Regions from separate parts of the Mus musculus genome. Here region 1 is linked to region 2. A link is a contact called in public HiChIP or PLAC-seq data. All regions are on one chromosome and are shown on one strand. Each heading gives the region's core, a stretch centred on a gene start, on an enhancer-like site or on the middle of the called end of the contact. The rest is flanking DNA. Distances are from core to core; before and after follow the strand shown.

The links. HiChIP or PLAC-seq counts read pairs in DNA pulled down with a chosen protein or histone mark.
Region 1: an H3K27ac HiChIP or PLAC-seq map of embryonic stem cells shows a contact between it and region 2, with 5 read pairs. The contact joins the promoter of Nop16 here to the enhancer-like site in region 2. A contact is called at or near these places in 2 of 39 promoter capture datasets (the C10 cell line and pre-B cells) and 5 of 115 datasets of contacts at active chromatin or transcription factors (bone marrow-derived macrophages, embryonic forebrain, embryonic stem cells and 2 more).

What each region holds. Positions count from the first base shown.
Region 1 is chr13:54,587,397-54,592,633 of GRCm38.p6, forward strand. Nop16 (NOP16 nucleolar protein) reads right to left here and starts at 2,678. Exons shown (of 5, transcript NM_178605.4): 1 at 2,465-2,678; 2 at 2,267-2,375; 3 at 1,202-1,271. The coding sequence starts at 2,571. It overlaps Higd2a (HIG1 domain family, member 2A), which reads left to right and starts at 2,835. Exons shown (of 2, transcript NM_025933.3): 1 at 2,835-3,023; 2 at 3,328-3,751. The coding sequence starts at 2,870. The coding sequence ends at 3,494. It overlaps Cltb (clathrin, light polypeptide (Lcb)), which reads right to left. Exons shown (of 6, transcript NM_001347512.1): 6 at 4,990-5,237.
Region 2 is chr13:54,213,635-54,218,956 of GRCm38.p6, forward strand. It overlaps Hrh2 (histamine receptor H2), which reads left to right. Exons shown (of 3, transcript NM_001010973.2): 2 at 1-1,445. The coding sequence starts at 373. Among named protein-coding and RNA genes, the nearest start is that of Gm16578, 6.7 kb to the right of the region's middle. Within about 2 kb of position 2,362, at least 31 of the 459 cell types and tissues checked have an H3K27ac peak or open chromatin away from gene starts, as enhancers often do. A contact at or near this core is called in embryonic stem cells, where this site is marked.

The DNA of each region.
Region 1 (5,237 bases), core at 1,428-3,927, 370 kb after region 2:
AAAATTCTTACAGGTGCCTTTAACACCAGAATTTAAGAGACGGAGGTAGGTTGTTCTTTGTGAGTTCAAGGATAGCCAGGGCAACATAGACTACATCTAGAAGAAAAAACAAAAACAAACAAAAAAAAATCAAACACAATTACCTTACCACCTTAAGTATATGTGGCTGTGAATATTTCCAGAAGGGTGTAGGTCCCCTCGTTGAACTGTCGAAAATTCTAATGTGAACCAGCCAAATAGAAGACTCAAAATAATTTCATGTCAAGCATCTGTCTATTCAAATCAGGAGATGTGAAAAAATAAAATCACCTGAATGGAGGTATGGCTATAAGGCTGAGTGTACACTTAGCATTCAAGAGGCCCAGGGTTCAATTTCCAACACACAAATAAAAAATGACAAGGGGCTAGAGAGATGGCTCAGCAGTTAAGAGCACTGACTGCTCTTCCAGAGGGCCTGAGTTCAATTCCCAGCAATCAGGTGGTGGCTCACAACCCTCTGTAATGGGATCCGATGCCCCCTTCTGGTGTGTCTGAACACGCTACAGTGTACTCCATATGCATACAATAAAAATAAATTAATTAAAAAAAATACACACACACAATAAACCTACAACAGGTAGGGAAAAGGTTAGGCAAGGATTCAAGAATATTCTCAGCCCGGTGTGGTGGCGCAAACCTTTAATCCCAGCACTTGGGAGACAGAGGCAGGAGGATTTCTGTTCGAGGACAGCCTGGTCTACAGAGTGAGTTCCAGGACAGCCAGGGCTACACAGAGAAACCCTGTCTTGAAACAAACAAACAAACAAACAAACAAACAAAGAATATTCTCTTTCCTGCAGGGTGTGTGCCTCTCTCTACAGCAGGAACACATGGGGAGTAAATGTATCACTGGACAGACTAAATGACAGGCCAAGCTCTCGAGTCATGAGAAACTGGGCACAAGCCTGAGACCTTCTTCTTCGTCCTTTCAGACACCCAGTTCTAGCTTGTATGAGCGTCTACTACCTTAGTTCATCCATTGAAATCTCATCAATATTAGCTGGAAAACAACTCAGCCAGGGCACAGTACTACTTGTGAACCCTGGACTTCTTCGTTTCTCTCTCTTTGAATCTTGGGCTCTCTGGCTGTAGAGTGAAGAGTCAGAGTGCCCTTTCTACATGAGAGAGGACAGGACGGTAGAAGAACACAGCCCACACTCACCATTTACCACATAGGGCTTCCGTACAAGATCCCGGGGTCGCTCCTCCGTGTCTACCTCCATGGCCTTTACCTGTAAAGAACAGGTTTGAGACCAACAGACAAGCACCTTTGGTCAGAGTTTGACCAACGTTAGGGAAGGACATTCCCTATGGAAACACAACTATGTCTTGTATCAGAAAATCCTTGCCCAAAGTCACTAGAACCAGATCACACCACACACGGTATGTTCATGCTCACACTCACATGTCATACCACACACAGTATGCTCATGCTCACACTCACATGTCACACCACACATGGTATGTTAATGCTCACACTCACATGTCACACCACACATGATATGTTCATACAGTTGCATATGACACCCACAGTAATATTTTTAACAAGCAATTCATCTTTCTGCCTATATCTATGCTTTCCTTACTCTGCTGTGTAGTAGCACCACAAAAACCATGTGCATGAAGAGCGCTTTATAAGTTACAGGGAGCCATGTCCGATAGCTTCTTCATGGGGAGGACTTACCTGCCAGTGCTTAGTTATAATTTTACTAAAAAAAAAAAAAAAAAAAAAAAAACTCTTGGGGTAAGCCGGGGGGTGTTGGTGCACGCCTTTAATCCCAGCACTTGGGAGGCAGAGGCAGGCAGATTTCTGAGTTCGAGGCCAGCCTGGTCTACAAAGTAAGTTCCAGCACAGCCAGGGCTATACAGAAAAACCCTGTCTCGAAAAACGAAAAAACAACAAAACAAAAAAAACCCCTCAAGCTCTGGGGGACAGAAAAAGATACATTCTAGAAAATTCCACTGACCTGAGAAGAAATGGTAAGCAGAGGAGGGGGCGTGAATAAAGGAGGTCGTTAAAGGTCTTTGACCAGAATTAGTGCAAGCAAAATGACTTTATCACAAATATGGGAAGTAAGTGTGTGTGTGTGTGTGTGAGAGAGAGAGAGAGAGAGAGAGAGAGAGAGAACAAATTCTGAAACTCTGCTCAGTGAAGGAACGTCAGGTGGGAAGGAAAATAGGAAGCGGCTAGTGTGGAGATGGGGAAAGTGCTTTGCGTTATCAGTACCTTCTTCTTACGGAGGGGAACCGCCTTGTTGGGGTCCATGGCCAACCCCATCTCCGCCAGGTTCTGCCGCACGGATTTGGTGTGGTCCCAGGCATGTCGTATGTGGGAACTAACATCAAAGAGAGAGAGAGAAATCGAGATTCTGTCACCTCACCTTAGATCCCAGCCCAGGCCCCCGCCTCCAAACTGGCCCCTCACCACTCAATCCGTGGCGCTGCCTTCCGACGAGCATTCCGGTTCAGACGCTTTCGGTTGACGTTGTAACCGAACTTCTGCCTCCGAGTCTTTCCCTTAGCCTTGGGCATCTCGCTAACTGCCCCAACAGCAGCTCAAACCCTTGAAACAGCAGCTCAAACTCAAGAACCACGCTCTCAGAGCCGCGTGTTAATAGTCTCCGTCCACCCGTGCGCGCAAGGATTCTTGGGAAATGTAGTTTTAGTAGTTAGTGCCTCCACATTCACTTACTACAACTCCCAGAAAGCAACGGGCAATGGCGCCTGCGTGCTACACTCAGCAAGCTATTTCCCCGCCCCGTAGTGACCTCATCAGAAGGCGGGGTCCGGTGTCCGGATTTGTGTCCTACCTATTTCTGTGCTGGTGGGTATGGCGGCTCCCGGTCCTGTGAGTCCAGAGGCGCCTTTTGATCCGTCCAAGCCCCCAGTTATCGAGGGCTTCAGCCCCACGGTCTACTCCAACCCAGAGGGCTTTAAGGAAAAGTTTATTCGCAAGACCCGTGAGAACCCAATGGTGCCTATAGGTAAGTGTGTGCTGTAGGAACGGAAGACCGAGAGGACAGCGGTTTCGTAGGGAAAGGAAATAGGGGTGGATCAAGTAAGCCTGGGGTTTGGGAAGGGGAGCGGACCAGAGGTGTGACGAAATGACGGTGCGGGGTGGGGGGTGACTGAAACGAATCGGAATGCATTGCGGGGCTTGGGACTAGATGAAGCAGACTGTAGAACTGCCCTCCTGTTGTGGCTCTGGGAAAGCTGGGACGGGCTACATCCTTAAGGGACCTGCAGGACCCGACCTGTTGCCTCCCGCGTGTGTTGTCCTCTCCCCAGGCTGTCTGGGGACGGCGGCTGCCCTCACCTATGGCCTTTACTGCTTCCACCGCGGCCAGAGCCACCGATCCCAACTCATGATGCGCACCCGGATCGCTGCACAGGGTTTCACGGTCGTAGCCATCTTGTTGGGGTTAGCGGCATCTGCTATGAAGTCTCAAGCCTGAGTATAGCCGGGTCTTAAAGCGCCATGGAAACCATTACAAAACCCAGGAACAACAGACATCCCTGTCAGACTTGCTCCCTCCGTTTCAGACCGGACCTTATTGTCATTTGGGTGAGGAAGTGGCCGATTTTGTAACTGATTTGCGCTTCCACCGCTGCCCCCTCCCGCTCCCAAAATCCCAGGTTCATTTCAGTTGGGTTGCATGCTTCTATTTGTGATGCGTCCCCTTAATTACTTAATAAAAGCTTATTACACTTGTATGTGATGAACTATTTCTTAATCTCATTCCTACGATCAAAACCATGATTTTTCCTTTAAATTTTTAAGAGGGAACAGGCTGTCAGTAGGACTGGCCTTTAAAAATCAGCTAGGTCTGACAGTGCATGCCTATTGCCTTAACTGTTCTGAAGGTTGAGGGAGAAGAAAGAATCTTGCCTGACTGCACATGACTTCAAGAGTTCAAGATCACCGGGCAGTGGTGGCACATGCCTTTAATCCCAGCGCTTGGGAGGCAGAGGCAGGTGGGTTTCTGAGTTTGAGGCCAGCCTAGTCTACAGAGTGAGTTCCAGGACAGCCAGGGCTATACAGAGCCTGTCTCGAAACCCTGTCTCGGAAAAAAAAAAAAATGCAAGATCACTCAGTAGAGTAACTTAGACTCTGTATCATTTAAAATGGCCTGAGGGTACAGCTCAGCAGTACAGTACATAGTGATTGTGAGGCCGGAGGTTTATTCTCCAGTTGTGAAAGAGGAACATAGAGCCTAGTGCTATCCAAACTTTCCTCGGCACTGTCAAGTTACTTGGGGCACTGGTTAAAAGTAGAGATTCCCAAATGTTCATTCTTGGGATTCTAATTCAGTGAGCTGTTTGATGTAATACGGGAAAGTTTGCCAGCAATTTCCAAGTTTCTGTAGCCTGTAGATGAGGCCTGTCGTGGTCCTGTTGTGAGTCAGGATGTTCAAACACACACCACCACCATTCTTTGACTACTTCTCTTACTCCGGTGCAGCCTCCTCTGCGACCCTCCACTCTGCTGATCTCTTTACCACTCCAGCTTTTGACACAGGCGTCTCAAAGGCATTTGTGATCTGTAGTCACTGTGTTGCTTTGAGGAACCGAATCCTCCCATGGGTCACCCTGCCTCTCTGAATACCTCCTGAAGGGGAAAGGGAAGAAAGTGAAGATACATTTCTTGGGCCCTGACATGTTTTCAATCTCTGAGTGGAAGGTCCGTGACTAGAGCTAGGTGTTTGTATCTCCATCATGATCTTAACCACAAGGCATATTGCCAGTGTGGAACACTGCATTGTGAAGCCCTCAGGATGCAAGAACAGGGCATAAGGAGCTGAAGATGGTGCCGTATTTAAAGGTAATGTCCACCTAGTGTTATGATGCCCCCACCCCCTAAAATACATTTAAAAGTCGAACTCCAACTCTTAATTTTTTAGGCCTTATTTGGCAATAGGACTTTACAGCCATGACCATCAATAGTTAAAATACAGTCTTTAAGGTGGGCTTTAATCCAGTAATACTGGTATCCATTGTTTTAAAATTTATTTAGGAGTTCTCCCCACTCCCCTCTCTCTCTCTGCATGTACACACGCATGCCAGAAGAGGGTATCAGATCCCATTACAGATGGTTTTAAGTTTCCATGTAGTTAGTTGCTGGGCATTGATCTCAGAACCTCTGGAAGAGCAGCCAGTGCTCTTAACCACTGAACCATATATCTAGCCCCTCGTATCCA
Region 2 (5,322 bases), core at 1,112-3,611:
AGCCATGGAAAAGGACATGACAGCCTATGTGTGTGATCTCTTACATATAAAACCTAAGCCACCTCAAGATACATCCAGCAGTGCCTCAGTCTCCATGAGGAACCTAGAAGATAGGTGTATACTACAGACCTGGGAGAAGTCTGGCATGGAAGACCTGCTGAGGACTGGGGTGTGAGCTTTTAAGGCCCTGCCTTACTTCATTCTTACCTATGTCCTGCACTTCACAAGAAAAAGCTTGAACTATTGCTAGAACAGCATTGGGTCAGTCACTACACCCTCCCAAACTTTGGCTTGGTTGGGAGCCCAGTGGTTAGGGCTAGAAGAGAAGCCACCAAGGCCAAGAAGTGAGTGTAGAAGCCACAGGGCCCCAGAATGGAGCCCAATGGCACGGTTCATTCCTGCTGTTTGGACTCTATTGCATTGAAAGTCACCATCAGTGTGGTCCTCACCACCCTCATCTTCATCACTGTTGCTGGCAATGTGGTCGTCTGCCTGGCTGTCAGCTTGAATCGTCGGCTCCGCAGTCTGACCAATTGCTTCATTGTGTCCCTGGCAGCCACTGACCTGCTTCTTGGCCTCCTGGTGATGCCCTTCTCTGCCATTTACCAGTTGTCCTTCAAGTGGAGCTTTGGCCAGGTCTTCTGCAACATCTACACCAGCCTGGATGTGATGCTCTGCACAGCTTCCATCCTCAACCTCTTCATGATCAGCTTGGACCGCTACTGCGCTGTCACGGACCCACTGCGGTACCCCGTGTTGGTCACCCCTGTTCGCGTTGCCATCTCTTTGGTCTTTATTTGGGTCATTTCCATCACCCTCTCCTTCCTCTCTATTCACCTAGGATGGAACAGCAGAAATGGGACCAGAGGGGGCAATGACACCTTCAAGTGCAAAGTGCAGGTCAACGAGGTATATGGACTGGTGGATGGGATGGTCACCTTCTACCTGCCTCTTCTCATCATGTGTGTCACCTACTACAGAATCTTTAAGATCGCCAGGGAGCAAGCCAAGAGGATCAACCACATCAGCTCCTGGAAGGCAGCCACCATCAGAGAACACAAAGCCACCGTGACCCTGGCTGCCGTCATGGGAGCATTCATCGTCTGCTGGTTTCCTTACTTCACTGCCTTCGTTTACCGTGGACTGAGAGGGGATGACGCTGTGAACGAGGTGGTCGAGGGTATCGTCCTATGGTTGGGTTATGCCAATTCAGCCCTGAACCCCATCCTGTACGCCACCCTCAACAGAGACTTCCGCATGGCGTACCAACAGCTCTTCCACTGCAAGCTTGCAAGCCACAACTCTCACAAAACTTCCCTGAGGTTGAACAACTCTCTGCTGTCCAGGAGCCAAAGCCGAGAAGGTAGATGGCAGGAGGAGAAGCCCCTGAAGCTTCAGGTGTGGAGTGGGACAGAACTCACACACCCCCAGGGAAGCCCAGTCAGGTAAGTGGTGTGGGTTGGAAGTGCTGGGAGACACCCCACCCTCTGTGTAGATGATGCTGAGACCGGTTCGTGAGCATTTTACAGAAATCATCTCTCATCCTCTTAGGTAGACCATTTACCTTCCTTTTTAAAAGGCCACGTTAAAGGTAACAGAGATCTTACCAAGATCCACGGAGCTTGACAGAATGTTACTCACTCCAGAGCTCTGAGGCCCTTCTTTCTAACATAACTGCCTTTCCATCAGGTAGCCTAAGTAAGGCCCAACTCTGCAACTCAGGAATTGTGAGTGATCAGTTATACCCTGGTGGGGGGGGGGGGGGGCGGAGCATGCAAAAGTCATATGCAAATCGCTTCTTCCTTGGGGAGTGTTCCAGTCAGTAGGGGATGAGAATGGCAGAGGTTGGAAGGTGTGGCCTCAGTAGAACCGCAAATGTGGGCCTTGTGTGTAGAATTTAGGGAGGGACAGACACAAGGACTAGGGACAAGTGGACTTCATATAGCTGGGTTTCAGAAAGGAGGACGTGGTTAGCAGATCTGGGTTGTGGAGAGAAGGCTATTGTGACCTCTTTGATGTGAGCTAGCGAAGTGAGCCTGTAGATATTTAAGAAGGGAATTGCGTTGATCCATGGGTTGGGGAAGAGAGAAAAGCAAAATCTTGTAGGCTACTTAACAACAACAAAACAAACAAAACCTGTAGAACACTGGGTAAGAAGAGTGCAGTAAGAGTGGGAGCATGGGAAGTGTCCAGGCTAGGAAGAGAAACAGAATCAAGATGAGATTTCAATAAACTCACTGAAGGACAAAGTCACTGCAGGGTGTTGCAAGGACCCAAGGCCCTGTCTCGGGAGGCAGTGAGGAAGCTAGATGTGTGCAGAGCCAGCGCCTGCTTGAGGCATTAAGAGGGTCAAGCGCCTAACAGAGGAGTTGCTCAATGAAGGTGGTTTCTCTTTCTCTTCCCATAAACCACGCCTTAGCCCCCTACAGTGCTAGTCAATGGCGCCTACCCAGTCATTCCTTTCATTATCCATTCATTTGCAAGCCCTGATGGTAGGCTCTGAGTTCTGAGGAACAGCTGCGCTTAGAACTGCCATTGCCACGCCCTTCCATAGGCAGGTCCTCCTATAGGCTGCACACCTGCTCCTCTCCTCCTTCCCTCTGGAGAAAACCTTATTGTTCCTGAACTCTTGCTACAGTGTCACAAATTGTATCATTCTAGCCTCTGGACCTTCCCCAACCCCCACCCCCATCCCTCACTATCAAGTCCGTCCTCCAAGGCCACACAGGGTGTCCCGCACCTGGAGGCTTCCTTGTCCCATCCTGACGGATAAAATACTCCCCTCAATCACATCACCCCACTTCTTTCACAAAGTTGATTGAGTTCACCGTGGAGGAAGAATAAAGACGCAAGGGTTACAGACTAGACAGGAGAAGAAGAAAACAAGTCCTGTTTGGTTCATCCTGTGTGTTACTTGGTATCAACCATTCCTTCAAGTTTCTTAGCAGCCTATTACACACTTGGCAGAGATGACTAAGTTCCACCTGACTCCTTCCATTTGCTATCTGCAGAGGCCAAGAGCGGGCATCAGATTCCCAAGAACTAAAGTGATAGACAGGTGTGAGAACCTGACACAGATGTTGGGAATCTGTTTTCTCCAAGAAGCAGCTCTCTAACTCCTAACCTCCACTTCATAGACAGGCAACCTAGACCCAAAGAGTCCAGTAAATTTCCCTAAGTACTGCATGGTTGGACATTCCCAGAGGCTCCATTACTAAGGAGTCTCTGGGTACTGGTACCTGGTGAGTCTGAAGGTCCACATTTTCTTCTAGTCCTCAGGGTCGCCCTTGGTACAGGCTGGGGAAAGCCATGGTCAGCCAAGAGGTGGTGCTTGCTGCAGAGTAGACCCAGAGCTCGGATCCCGGAGAGCTCAACTGTGGTCTGTCTTGATCCTCTGAGAACAGTGAGCAGGTGGGCTCAGCAGAGAAGAGGGATCAGAGAGCCCACATACTTCTTTAGAATTGCAGGAGACTAAGAACAGCCAGGTTTTCTCTCTGAGCATCCTGGGCACTGTGAGCTTTCTCATCCCTCAGTAAGGTCAGCTCCCAGCTTCCCTGCTGACTGACAGCATGTCTTCTCTGCTCTGTCTGAAGGCAAGAGCAGAACTTACCCAAAGCCTTTAACCCTACCAAGAATCTTGAAGGCAGCCGACCCAGACTCCCCTGAGTGGAGAGGGGCAGGGCACAGCCAGACAATGTAGGGTTCTCGGGAGAGTTAACAAAACTAACTAGCCCTATCTTTCTAGCTTGAGGCTCTGTCTGCCCCTCCTCAGCCCCATTGTGGGGGACACCTCACCCATCCCACCCCAATTCCATCACTAGATGTGAGCTTCTTACCAAATGTCTACCAAACCCTTGTTAGACACCAGTGCTCTCAACACATAGCCCTGGGCAAACAGCAGAGCTTCTCACAGGGTAGCCCTGAACCAGCAGGCTACCCAGAGACAAACCAATTGGCATTGGGCCACCACCTTTTCAGACATGACAGAACTAAGAGTCCAGTCCACACCTGTCTGTCTTCCAAGCCTGGCCTCTGTCCAACAAACACCTGGATTTGAACATGGCTCTGCTTTTGACAGACACCTCAGACTCAGTCCTTTAGATACCAGAAGGGGAAGCAGAGGCATTGGAAGGCTTTGATCCATCTGTAGTGCAGAGCAAGCCGAAAGGCTGGGCCCTTGGGATCTTATTCCTTTACTCACTTGCTCCAATAATCTCTGCAGAGATAAGATGCTCGGGCACCTACCCTATTGGTACCTCTGAGTGGGAACGTTCCCATTCCTGCAGAGCCCCTTTGTTTCTGCCCTTGGCTTGGCAAAGACCGAGGTTCCTCGAGGACTGGAGTCCCAGTTGGGTACCTCCATCTTCACCTTCCAACCCTCCTCTTGCCAAGGAGCCAGAGTGGCCTCTAGCTTGAGTCTGCCTTCCTTCTCTCTAAAGTCACCCCGGCTCTTTCAAAATTAGACTCAATTGTGGTTCAACCCTTTCGTTACTTTTGGAATGAAGGTCAAAGCCTACCCAGCCACAGTCTTTGAATACCAGGAGCCTGCAATTGTACTAATCTCCCCTCGTGCACCTCCTAGGCTACCACATGCTATCCCACCTTCAATTTGGGTTATGTTTGCCCCACTACATCATAATCTCCCAGAGGGCAGGTCCTGCCCATGTCAACCTCTGCTGAGTCCCTGAGAGCCAGCACTGTGCTTGGCAGGCTGATGAATGAATGAATTCCTTGTCCTAGGTCTCTGAGAACCCTAAAAAGTGGTCAGAGTCACCCACTGTTAAACATCAGGAAACCAAACCTCAAAAAGGGAAGTTGGGGAGCCTAGAAAAGCTCAGAAAGAGCTTGTTCCCTTTTCTTATACATTGACTCACAGGAGGCCCTCCTCCAAGACTTGGTGCCAGGGGCAGATCTCACAGAAGCATCCAGGGCCATCTCTGAGTCACAGAGCCTCTAGTGGGAAGTCTCCCCCTAACTCGCCCACCCCCACCAGCTGTCACAGATGGGCCTGGAAGAGCTAAGACACATGATAATGACATAAAAAGTGTCTCTAGGTAGGACAGCCATACATAGACCCTTCACAACAGCATGAGCTCACTATGCAGGGGATGGGAGATGAGAGGGAGGGGTGTGGGGAAGGGGGAGGAGGAGGGTGCTCTGTTTACTTCTAAGACCCGTTCTGTTTACTGTTTCAAGTTCACTCTATGGAGATGAGGCTCCAATATCCATCGACATGCCAGAGCTTTGTGTCTAACAGACACACTTCCCTAGAGGAGCTGTTATTAAGAAGGGAAGTTTTCTTCATGGGCCTAAACGTGTTAG